Regions from separate parts of the Mustela erminea genome. Here region 2 is linked to region 1. The links are chromatin contacts, called in public Hi-C maps. All regions are on one chromosome and are shown on one strand. Each heading gives the region's core, a stretch centred on a gene start, on an enhancer-like site or on the middle of the called end of the contact. The rest is flanking DNA. Distances are from core to core; before and after follow the strand shown. Region 1 holds the start of SPCS3 (signal peptidase complex subunit 3). Region 2 holds the start of WDR17 (WD repeat-containing protein 17).

Evidence for each region. Hi-C and Micro-C count contacts between places; a contact is called where the count stands out from the background.
Region 2: a Hi-C map of spleen shows a contact between it and region 1, with 2.7 times the contacts expected there. The contact joins the promoter of WDR17 here to the promoter of SPCS3 in region 1. A contact is called at or near these places in 2 of 3 Hi-C or Micro-C datasets (skeletal muscle and spleen).

Annotation. Positions count from the first base shown.
Region 1 is chr21:32,873,977-32,880,241 of mMusErm1.Pri, forward strand. SPCS3 (signal peptidase complex subunit 3) reads right to left here and starts at 1,412. Exons shown (of 5, transcript XM_032328953.1): 1 at 1,134-1,412. The coding sequence starts at 1,276.
Region 2 is chr21:33,079,207-33,086,017 of mMusErm1.Pri, forward strand. It overlaps WDR17 (WD repeat-containing protein 17), which reads right to left and starts at 4,196. Exons shown (of 32, transcript XM_032329119.1): 1 at 4,080-4,196; 2 at 3,091-3,161. LOC116581633 (a long non-coding RNA gene) reads left to right here and starts at 5,370. Exons shown (of 3, transcript XR_004282142.1): 1 at 5,370-5,417.

The DNA.
Region 1 (6,265 bases), core at 162-2,661:
ACAGCAAAAAGTGCCGGCGTCTACTTGAACCTAAAACCCGGTATCCCGCAAGCAGCAGGAGGGGGAAAGGTGTGCAGGGCGGGGGTGGCATCTGGAAGCGGCATTGCACAGCAGAGGAGCTCTTCGATGACTGGCTCGTCGGAGACTCCGACTAAGACGTCTAGAAAACTACGGCTGAAGAACGAGTGAACCTGATGCGAGATGGAACAGAGAAGATCTGAGAACGGGGTGGGGGGGGGGGGAAAGAAAAAGGAAAAAAAAAAAAAACACCTACGTATCAAAAAACGTGCCGGCGAACACAAATGACCGAGGCGACATAAAGCCGGCATATGGAAATGACAACGTCATTCTGAAATAAATCCCATTTGGGGCATTTTCGCAGAGGTCTTCAGCCCGCGGATCTTCAACCGGCCGCGGCGCGGACCCGAGAGCGGGGCTGTCGCTCACTCTCCCGCCAACTTCAAAGCGGCTGCGAGTCCGCGCCGCCCGGAAGGAGGCAGCGCCCCCACGAAGGCAGAGCCCCCGAGGGAGGCAGCCCCCCACAGCCCCGCGAAGGCGGCCGGGCGAGAACCGCGGAAGGCCCGCACGCGGGGCCGAGTCCGGTCTGAGAGGGCAGCGCCGAGGCGCGGCGGCCGGCGAGGAGCGGGGAGCGGGGCGCGGGGGCGCGGGGCCGGGGAGCGGGGAGCGGACCGGGGAGCGGGGGCGCGGAGCCGGAGGCGCGGGGCCGGGGAGCGGAGCCGGGAGCGGGGAGCGGGGAGCCGGCCCGGGAGCCGGCGGGCGGGCGGCGGCGCGGCTCCGCTGTTGTGTTGCTCCCTCATTGGCCGGCGCGGGCGGGGGAAGTGAGGAACAGGAAGGAAGCGGAGGCACCGGCCTGAGGAACACTCAAAATTAAAATTTAAGAGCAAGCCCGGGAATTCGCGGCGGAGGGGTGGGAGTTCGAGGGGAAGCCGGGAAGCCGCGACGTCCACCGGGGCGTCCGTCCTCGAGGGCGCCGGCCGCGGAGGAGCGGCGGGGCGGGGGGAGGGGTCCCCCGGGGCGGCGCGGACGCCCTGCCCGCGGCGGCCCGGCCTCGGCGCCCACCCCGGCCCGGTCCAGGCGCCCCGCCCCGCCGGCCGGGCCTCCGCCGCACTCACAGCATGATCCGCGAGACGTGCAGCCGCACCGGGACGCTCCTGTCTTTGAAGGCAGTGGTGATGAAGCAGCCGAAGGTGAGCGCCGCCATCACGCTCAGCGAGAAGGCGAACAGCGAGTTCGCCCGCGACAGCACCGTGTTCATCGCGACCGTCTCCCGGGAGCCCCGTTCCGCACGCACACCAGGGACCCCGCTCCGGCCCCGGACCGGCTCCCTGCGATCCGCGCCGCCTGCGCCGCGCGCGTCCCGGGAGCGCGCGCCGCCACGGCCCCGCCTCCTTTCCGGTCCTCCAACGCCGGCGAGCGCGCGCGCACCCGCCTCCCCGGACACACCCACCCTCCCGGCCTATCGCCGCCACCAATCAGCGACGAGCAAGGAGGGGTGGGGTTTCTCCGCGGAAGGCCCGCCCCCTGCCCTAGCTTCCTCTCCTCCGGCCCCCCAGGCTCGCCTACCCCGGTTTCTTGGTCCTTCAGCATGGTGGTCAGCCCCGAGGCTTCTTCAGCGCTACTGTCTTATTAATTTGCACTTAAATCCGGCAGCAAGGCCAGGTAGTTTGGAATGTATTCTGAGGCGTCGCATATGGAAGCAGCACTTCACATAACTCTTTCCCTTTGTCAAATCTGGTCAAAGTTGGAACAGTTTTTTGGAGGGTATGGGGCAGGGAGAAAGGCCTTCCAGGTCCCCAAAACCAGTTTGCCTTTCCTTTACTTTCCACGTCCAGCCTTAGTCCAGTTCCTACTAATGCTTCGCCTTCCAACTACAGACTAAACCTATTTTAAAATTGATGCTACCAAATTTGAATATTTGCATTTAATGGGGCATTTCTAATAACTAAAAGAATGGTTTCACTGGGTTTTTAGGATCAAAGGAGATAATTGCTATGGAATTGCTATACAGCACAATGTAGAGAAGTTTTAAATTAGCAAGCCATCAACACATGATGGCCTCACGTCTTGGCTTTGCACTCTGGTTCTTTATTCCCTGGGCCCTCCTGTCTTCAGACTTAGTTTTTGAATCTGGCCATTCAGTCCAATGCCTTTGGTCCTCCTGTGTACTTGACTATTTGCCTGCATGAAAAGGTAGCTCATTTGGTGACTGCTGCCTGCTCCTCATGACATGCCAGACTAGTCCACTGACCATCCTTGAGGGTTATCAGAAATTATACCAGGGACCATTGGTTCCTGAGGATCTATACCACACTCTCCCAAGGAAAATGAAGATCAAGGGGGCCCTTCCATGTTCCCTAGACAATCAAAGACATCCAAATTTGCTGGGATTCTTCTAATGGTTTAGGCAGTTAATGTCCAACTTCTCTGCTCACATCACCTAGACCCTATGCTTCTAGGAAAGTGAGAGAATGTTAGTGAAGCTTTTGGCATTTTCTTAGTTGAAGAACCTAATTATCCTTGCTCTTTCTGGCCTCCTCCAATTCACTCAGAGATGCATGGTTGAAACTATATCTTGTACATGGCCATGGTAAACATCTGGTCACTGGAGAACCCACATACATCCTGGGCATGCTAGTCCCACCTGAGTAATCAGCCTCAAGGTTGGCTTTGGGGAATTACCCTATTATAATACATTCAGACCACTGAAGCTCTAGGATAAGTAAGATCTGAAAATTCAGGCCATGCCTGGTGAGGTTTATTTCCTTCCTTAACTCATTTGAATAACCCTTATTCTAGTATATGTGCTGCCGAAGCGAGCACTAAATAACCCTTATTCTAGAAATGTTTCTAGATACCCACTGGCAAACAGAGCCAGCTGTTTCTGGAATGGAAATAAAAGGGGAAAATAGTTAAGGGAACTGTGTAGAAGGGTTAACATAACAGGTCTGAGACTTCTATCCTTAGAGGTACCTGCTTGCAAGATTTGCCCTTCGGCATCCTGCCTCTGAAGGCAGGGCTGATGAAGCAGCCGAAGACGAGTTCCACTTTCACACTCAGCGCTCAGCAAGAAGGCAAAGAGCCAGTTTGCCCACGACAGCACGGTGTTCACTGTCGCCCCCAGGCCCTAGGAAATTGGCAGTAAACAGTTCCCTGCACTGATATAAAACTTTTCCTAAATGATTAAAGTGACTCCCTGCACCGAAACTGTTAATTGAAACAATGTGGTTTATGCCAAACACCTGCTTTCCTTCTGGAAGTTTGGAATGGCAGACGGGGTCTATACAACCCTTCCCAAGTGCAAACCCTTGGCACTGAATCTAATGCTTCCTAGGAATTAAGCACATGCACTGCGATTCCAGCGGGAGAGAAGTCTTTGAAGCTTCCCTGGTTTCCTCCAGACTTCTTCCTGTGCACATTTTCCCTTTACTGATTTCACTTTGTAATCCTTTTACTGCAATAAACCTTGGCTGTGGGTGTGACTGTATTCTAAGTCCTGTGAGTCTTTACACAGCAAATCACCAACCTGAAGGGTTCTTGGGGAACCCTAACACAAGGACTATCTCCCGTTTCATAAATTTTAATATAAAAATGGCCTTAAGGATTTCTACCAAAATCTAAGAAAATTTAGCCCATTCTATTCTCTATGAGGAATAGTAAGAGCAGTAACTTTTTTTATGCTAAGTCTTATGATTGTGCTCTGTGTTTTGTTCAAGATGGTGTACTGCTTAAACATTTTGACCTATCATGCTTTGCATTTATTGTACCTGGTTTTCAGATTCTCTTCTCCTTTCAGTTTCCCGGTGCCTGTGGCAGGTCCTATATGTGCTCTTAACTCACACGGACACGTCTTGACCTTGAGTTTCTACTTACGCTTGATCTTACCAGTTTTCTGCTTTTACACACGTCCACTGCACAGGATGAGAAGATGTTTTCACTACTTGTTCTTAATCATTGAGCCATTCAGTGTCTTCATCTGCTCATGTGACCTCCCTCTAGGGGGCAGAAATCAGGCAAAATCCGTTATCTCAGTCAAGTATATTTTTTGTGTTGATTTATTACTACTTTCGTGCTCCTCATTTATATATGTGAGCTGAGAAGAACTTAAAATCAATTTATAACAGAGAAGGTTAGCGAACTCTGAGTAAAACCAAAAATTGCTTTTTTTCTGAGAATTTTAACTACTGAAGATATCTGAAAGGTTAAGAACCCATATGGGACTCTATTATTTCATCTTAGTAACTTACAAAAAAGGAATAAGAAAATACCTGAATTCTTTATATTCTTACTTTGAAAGGTCTATTCTGTACGGGAAAAAATGTTTCAGGAGAATATACTAGATTTCAACTCCTGAATTCTGGTATATGTTTAAATTTTTTACTCTATTACACTTCTGTGCATCCTTACATCAGAAGGAAGTAAATAGTGCCATTCAAGTGATGAGAATATACGACTACAACTGAAATTCTCGAAGCACAAATTCTGCTTCTGTGCTTTAATCATGTGTCACATTTTAGGAGTTAGTCATAAGTGTAGGGTGTTCTAGAGCAGATGGGGAAGCAAAGGACATGTGACCTGGCCTAAGATCTGTTAACAGATGCTGAGAAAATGGTCTTGCCATGTACCCTGATTTTGCCACCCAGTGCTCCAATGGCATTCCCAGGACAGTGGTGACATAAGCAACAATCAGCATACGAGATGTAAGTTGCATGTTCACTCTTAGGGTGTCTTTCTGCTTTTGCATTGCTCATTTGTTTAAGACACATTTCACTCTAAGTTACCACAGTTAACAATAGGTAATTTTTCTGACAACTTCATTGGAAAGATCCCAAGTGATTCCTTGGAACACCAACTGATTCTTGACACAAAGATCCCTAGAAGAAAGCAGTGACTACATCATGTCTTCCTTCTTCTCTTAAACAAGATAAAGAAGAGCAAACCTTGAGCCAACCCACAAATTATGTTTCTTCACTTGGTGCTTTCATTGAGCCTTTGAATACAGATGTGGATACAGAGACGGACATACATGACACTTGTACCTTCCTTTGGTTCAAGAGCTTGAAGTAAACTTTTAATTCTTTCTAGAATTATAAAACTACAATGGATGGTTTTAAAGTAAAAGTTATTGTGTGTAACATCTTTTTAAAGCTTTTTAAAAGTTTGGGGAGAGTTGCTGGAATAAAACATATGCATGATGGATATCTGGGAACATACCTTGACCACTGAGTTTAATTCTTTCAGAGAGAATTCTTGGTAAATCTTTTCACTGAAGTTGGGTTTTCTGGCCACATAATCTTGACATATTACATGCACTCATTTAGGCTTGATTTTCTGCTTGTAAGAGAAGAACCCCCTGTTGGCAAACTTACAATAGAGGTAGTACTCAGGCATTGGGCAGGTAAGTGGTATTTAAACAAGGTGTCCATGAGAATATAGAATGCTCATGGGTATTCAGGGTAAGACTCCCAGGTACTAAACTGAATAATCAGGTTGAACTTAGAGGTAGAGACTATGGCAGATTCTCAATCCTATCTAAGATAAGGATGAGAATGGAAAGGGAATGTTATAATTTGAGGGTAAGCATGGCTCAGAAAATCACTAAGGAGGCTTATGGAGCAAAGCTGCCACAGCTGGGTCCCAGATCCCAGTTAAGGAACTTTGATAAACGATACTGCATTCCAGAGCACAGAGGTATTGATACCGTTGATAAGCTTTCTTCCCATGGTCAGGACTGAGTAAACAGCTACAGAATTGAAACTGTAGGTTATAGGGCGGGAGGTTGGGGTGGTGGAAGGATCATCTGTTATTGCCATAAGAAACTTGGAAACAGGACCAGGAGGAGAAGATATGGGGAACAGGAGGGCTGACATTAAATGCCTATTTTGATTTTCTGTTTTAAAATAAAATATCCATGATTATGTGAGTCCCTGAATCAAATCTCAAAACTTTTTTTATGGGAGGATAATTACAAATTTCAAACATAACTCATACAAATAAAAAATGAGCTGTTTTTAACTCAATTATTCTGTGGACTTTATCAAATGTTTGAAGCTTCTTTTCAATTTATTTGTACATATATTATTTAATTTACTCTATAATCATACGGCAGGTACTATCTTAATGCAAAAGATACTTTTGAAAATTTTCAAATTAAAATAATATCCTATTATTGAATTATTCCAACCACGCATTCTGCAGAACATAGACCAGCCTATAGTACAGGTCTTTTCCCATTGATTAAACACAT
Region 2 (6,811 bases), core at 2,946-5,445, 210 kb after region 1:
TTATTTCTTATATCTCTTCATAGAGTTTTCCTGAATGTGACCATTATCAATAATCCCTATTAATAGCAAATAACTGATAAATTATCTGCTGTATGGTCTTACTGTAGAAAATTTTTATTACTATCTATTGTTAATATATATGTAATTAAAATGCAGAATTGCAGAGTTTTAGGAGTAATTAGGCTAGAAAATCACAGCAGGTCCCACCTGTAGAGTAATAAAAAGCAAGACTTCCGTCATTATTGTTTTTTAAATTCTCTCACTCCAGTAGACACCTGCATGACAAGTGTCTCCTATGGCTTCAAGGCAGGCTGCCTTTTCTACAACGTCTAGCCTATTTCAAATGTTTGAATTTCTCTTCAGTTACAGATCTAGTTTTTCCTAGTCATTGAAGTCAGGTAAAAACAACCTGAACCTTCTCTCCAAATGTGACAGCTCACGTTTTACTATTACAACTTTTGAAATCTTTCTAATCAATCATGATGAGATATTTTCTTGATACACAAAGGCATTGGTCAAAGCTGGTCATTTTATAATATGTCCCTATCAATATTTGTAACCAAAGTTACATGTTCTTCTTGAACATTTTAAGCAACCCCAGGTAAGAAAAAAGATTTTCCTTTAGGTTTCATTTCTCTATAGAATAAATTCTTTGGGGAATTTCTCAAATTCTCTTCAGGCATCCACATCTCAGTTCTTTCTTTCTTTCTTTTTTTTCTTTTTAAAGATTTTATTTATTTGACAGACAGAGATCACAAGTAGGCCCATAGGCTGGCAGAGGTTGGGGGGGCGGGGAAGCAGGCTCCTTGCTGAGCAGAGAAGCCCAATGTGGGGCTCGATCCCAGAACCCTGGGATCATGACCTGAGCGGAAGGCAGAGGCTTTAACCCACTGGGCCACCCAGGGGCCCCCACATCTCATTTCTTTCTCATAATCTCCAGGAAAGTTCTCATCAACAGTGAGAGAATCTCCATGTGATCATCACAGAACACAGCAAGTCTTGAATGTTGAAAAGTGCCAACCAATTCTTAGTTTAATATGTTTCTGATACAAAAGAAAAGAAAGCATCAGAGTTAATAAAGAAACCCCTCCCAAATTCCTAACATGATTCTTATGGATTAAAATACTCAATTCCTAGACAAACCATAAGAGACTCTTAATCTCACAAAACAAACTTCGGGTTGCCTGGGGAAGCGGGGGAGGGAGAGGGTGGCTGGGATGAGGACATTGGGGAGGGTATGTGCTAGGGTGAGTGCCGTGAAGTGTGTAAACCTGACAATTCACAGACCTGTACCCCTGGGGCTAATAATACATTGTATTTTATTTAAAAATTAAAAAAAATTTTCAGTTCCTGAAAAAAGTTCAGTTCCTGAAAACACACTAAAAGCTGTATGACTTCACTCAAATATTTCAGAGTAGATATACAAAATATAAAAGAAAATTAGTCGATTGTATACAGCAGTGATGAGGGAGCACGAGGCTGGCTGAGGACAAAGCAAAAGCTGGCGCCTTGTACCCCCCTCTCCATCTGCTCCCCCTCAGTCCTATGTGTAGCATCCCTCAGGCAGCCCTGACTGCCATGAACAATAAGCAAGAATTCTTTCTTGGTCATCGGCTCCAGACCTCAGCCCACCGAACCTCACCTAGGTTCTAGAACTTCATCAGTAGTAGTAAAGTTTGTATATACGGCATTGCCACGAATGGGTGAGTAAACTGGTGATTCAGTAATCTGATAAACTGTCACCTTTCTGGAATATACCAGATTTCAATAAATTCTGGAATATAGGAAGGAAATGTGAATCCTTCAAAACTGTTTGAATTTCATTTTGGTCTTCATTTCAGAGGTTAGGCAAAAAAAAATTAGGTAGTCTAGAGAATTTGAACAAATGTTATTGATCGTGATAACCTAATCACTTATGTTGGACTTCTATTAACTACCAGGGTAAAACAAAGAAAAATACAACTATTCCTAATTGTCTCTGAGTGATTTAAAAACCACCACTGGCTCCTCTGTGCCCAAGCTGAGGGCTAGAGGTAGAGACTAGAGAAAATAACAAAAACATTCTAGCCTTCATAGTCCCTCTACTGGGGGCAGGGGATTTAACAACATTTTTTTCCTAAGCTAAATTAATTTGTGACTTTCTAATATATGGAATTATTATGTAATGAATGAGTAACAGAAAATTTTAGCACACCAATATTTAGTAATAACGAATGAAGAACTTTTAAACTTTCGAGTAAATATACTTGATTTTTTTTCTCCACAGATACCCACAGTTCTTTACATATTTTTATAAATACTAGCACAGGAGAAAAAATCAAATCTATATAATAACATTCAAAGAGCCATTTTAGTATAAAGTTAACGGAGCTCACTTAAAATACATGTTTTTTATGTTGCATATAAGAAATAAATACAGTGCCCATTATATTTTGGGCTGTTCAGAGGGAACGAATGAATGAATGAATGAATGAGGATTTTTCTTTCCTTGTGTGCCCTTTGAAACAGACCATTGGTTTATTCCAATTGAGAAGACATCTCAAGAGCTCTTAATGATGACTTAAAACTAGCATTTGTGCCATCAAACTATAAACAATACAGTAAAGTATTTACTATTTCCCAAAATTTTGAGTTAACTGACAATTTTTCATAGTCACTTAATTTCTACTTTAATTTTAGATCACAGAACAGTAAAGACTGTCAGACCACTTGGCTCAGATTCCTGCCTTCATACAGATAAGACATAACTATGCCCATTTTCTTGCATACTTAAGCCAGTGAGACAGAATCTCAAAAGGACATTAAAAAGTGTTTTTTCGGGCGCCTGAGTGGCTCAGTGGGTTAAGCCGCTGCGTTCAGCTCAGGTCAAGATCTCGGGGTCCTGGGATCAAGTCCCGCATCAGGCTCTCTGCTCAGCAGGGAGCCTCCTTTCCCCTCTCTCTGCCTGCCTCTCTGCCTACTTGTGATCTCCGTCTGTCAAATAAATAAGTAAAATCTTAAAAAAAAAAAAGTGCTTTTTCCATAGTGGTTGTAATCACCATAAGCCCAGCATCAGCTCCCCCCAAGCAGGGTAGTGAGAATATCCCAAACCTGTTGTGTTGTATGATAATCACGGGGAGATTATTCTCTCACTACTGATGAGACCATTCCTGGAGACACATCTGTGAGAGAGAGATAGGGATACCTAAAGAGAATTTTATAAATTCACCGAATTTTAAACTTTAAATTTAAATTTTCTACAGAATTTACTCTGTAGAGAAAACCTAAAGGTTTTTAAAGTAACCTGAGGTTACTTAAACTATTCAAGAAGGACTTCTAACTTTGGTTATAAAACCTGGGAGGGAAAACGCGTTCCTCTCAGGGGTGTTCCCGAAATGCTCAGTGCAAGATTCAGAAACGGTCACTCTCTCTTCAAGCCCTCGTTCAAGACTGCCATCAGTCAATCAGCCAGGAGAAGTTACAAACACAAGTGGTACACAAAGTGGTCACTACATTTCATTCACATCCATTGCTTTTAAAAGAGTAAAAGTCATCTTAAGTTTGGCTCCTTTTAATATTTGCAGACAAAAATCTGGGAGGGTGTGGAAAAACAGGAAAGACTGTATTTTTTATGATTTACCAAACACTATTGCTCTCACCTTCAATACTGTCCTTTTCTGGTACCCACTTCCGTCTCACTCAAAGCCTTCTCGGTACAACCTAGTAAGACCATCTCCCAGAGGGTGGGAAATCTACACACAGGTGCCCGGCGGGCATACAGTCCGGACTCCGGACATGCATATACTTAATTACCTTAAAAATCAGAATAATGGTCAGTTCACAGTGCAGGGGCAGCTCAGGTGTCCAGACACACGCTGGCTGCTGCTTGTGCCTCGTGATCATCAGGTGCGTGACCCTAAAACTCCGGGGAGTCACGCATCGGGCTGTCGTGCGCAAAGCCCGGGAGGGCGTGCAGCACGCGCTCTGCTATCCTCACGGGCGCGGTGACACGCCCGCTCCCGCGACGCCACGCCGCCTCCAAGACCCCTCTTCACGCCTGCGCCAGCCCCCCTTTCCCCCGGCGCCCCGCGGCCCCTTACCTGGAAAAGGCGGCGACCGCAGCTGCGAACAGCGGGAGGTGCTGATGCGGGCGCGGCGGCGGCGCGAGCACGGCCCGAGCGCTCCCCAGCCTCCCCCGCGGCGTGCCTCGGGCTCCGGGGGCGGGGCGGCGGGACCGCGGGTTCCGTGGGGCGGGGAGGCGGCTCCTAGCGCCGGACCTAGCGCCCGACTCTCCTGGGCCCGCCCCCGCGGGCCACGTGACAGACATGCCGGTCCCTGATTGGAGCGCCCGGCTGGGAGGCGGTGGCGACTCCCGACCCGCGGAGACGTGTGTGCGGGAGCTTGGTTACCTAGCAACGGGGAGTCTGCGCGGAGGACGCGGTTCCCGGGCATTGGGCGGGGCTGCTGCGGAGTTTACCGGGAGGCCCAAAGTGAAGGAAAGCGGCGAACCCCCAGCGTTCCCGGAACCGGACGGTTGCCACATCCTGCGTCTGCACTTCCGAGGAGAGGGAGTCAAGCCCGCAGTAACTCGGGGCGTCTCCTGGAGCGGCGCGCAGAGGGCGGCGAGCCTCCGAGGAGGCCAGGCTGCCCGGCTCTGGGGCTGTCACCCCCTGAACCGCTATGAGTGCCCGGGGCTGTTTGTCTGAGTGGGCTCAGCTCGCGGGGGGACCCCTTGGAGGCAACCATTTGTCTTTATTAGAGGAGTTATGTGCAGTTAATATACCTGCCTTCAGTGTGTGCAGAACATTTTCCTTGGGGAAGTCTGGTGCGGTGGAAATGCTGGGTACTGTGTTCATAATTTCTTCAGATCTCTGAAGTATCTTCACTGCTCACAGCCCTTATCAAACACACTGGCGACAACAAGCCTTCGTGCATTCCGGGACAAAGTGTATTTAAGAACATTCACTGAGCTTTAATGCTAGGTTAGACTCTGGATTGTTAATAAATTAATTCCTCCGGCCAGGGAAATTCTCTGGGCATAATCTCTACCCACCTGTGCCATAAGATTTTTCTCCTCTTTTCTTCCAGAGTATCCTCTGCAGACCATACCCTACCACAGCACTTAATATTCTATTTTGCAGATTAAAATTTATTTAAAGTTGCCTCTCCACATAGACAGTACACTTGCTTGAAAACTGGAATCCATTTTCACAGCTCATGCCTACATTCTTTTTTTTTTTTTGTATCCTATTTATTTGACAGATCAGAAGTAGGCAGAGCAGCCAGCAGACAGGAGGAAGCAGGCTCCCCACCAAGCAGAGAGCCCAATGCTGGGTTCCATTCCAGGACCCTGGGATCATGACCAGAGCTGAAGGCAGAGGCTTAACCCACTAAGCCACCCAGGCGCCCCTCACGCCTGCATTCTAACAACGTGCTTGGTGAGTAGCAGATCTTTAATAACCGATGAGTGGATGGATGGATAAATAAATTAGCACATGACATAACAGTGAAAGTAGAGAGGGCAGCACTAAGTATGAGTCAAGGTAGGTTCTGAAATACAGTTGTGTAAAAGTCCTAGGAGAGGATTCCAGGTGAGGGAGGGAGAAATTTTCTCCCAGTGTATTCAGAGACACTTTCAATAAGGGTGATGTGTGAGGACGGCTGCTTGTCCTTCTCCCTCTCTTCCTTGTTCATGCTTGCTCTCTCTCTCTCTCTCAAATAAGTAAATAAAATCTTTAAAAAAGTGATATTTGAACAGGAATGAAAAAATAAATAGGTTTCACTTGAAGGAGAAGGGGAGCAGACATGTGGAGCAGAGACAGTGTGGCCCAAAGCACAAAATGGGGGAAACACATGACCGATTTAACAAGGCAACTTCTTTGCCTTGTCTGGAGGAGGGGAGACTGGATGTCTAAAGATAGGAGGGAAGAACGAAGTTGGTAAAAAGATTAAACTGGAAAAATAAGAAAACCAGATTGAGGAAGATATTGGACTTCCTGTTTAGGTTAGACTTTAACCCCTAAAATCAGGGCTTGAGGAAGGATACCCTGGAAATGTTGGAGGTGAAAGGGGTACAGAGAAATGAAAAGCATGGTGGATTAGGAGAAAATGCAGTAGTTCATGAAAAAGATGCTAATGGCCTGAATTAGGACAACAAAAATAAGAATGAGGAAGAGGGAAATTGTAAGGAACATTTTGGGGAGAATAGACTAACATTTTCATTTACCACTGATATTTGCCGGGCACAGTGCTAAATAGTCGGTAATACACATGAAGAGAAAGAGTTGTCAAGACAAAATGTCTAGCTTGGCCCTTTAGTTGGATAGAAAAGTCTTTTACGTCTCATTTATTCAAAATTGCTCCAGCCCTCCAGTTAGGAATCATGAAAGTAAATGAAACATTAAAAAGTATCTGGTTATGAATTCACAGTTTAAAGATGAAGGTGCTGAGGCCTGGAAAGCCATAGAAGTTGTCAAGCCCAGACAGCTATGTTAGTAGCAGAACTGATGTCATGAGCCCCGATTCCCAGCTGAGTTCGCTTCTCCCTTTTATGTGACTTGGTTCATTGGTTTTAAAAGGGAAATTCAGGGGCTCCTGGGTGGCTCAGTCAGTTAAGCATCTGCCTTTTGCTCAGGTCAGGATCCCAGAGTCCTGGGATCGAGCCCCTCTGTAGGCTCCCTGCTCAGTGGGGAGTCTGCTTCTCCCTCTGTCCCTCTACCTGTTCCTGCTCTGTGTCTCGCTTTCTCTGTCACAAATAAATAAAAATCTTCTAAAAAATAGATAAAATAAAAGGGTACTTTAAACAATCACAAATATAGTTAGATCGAGAACC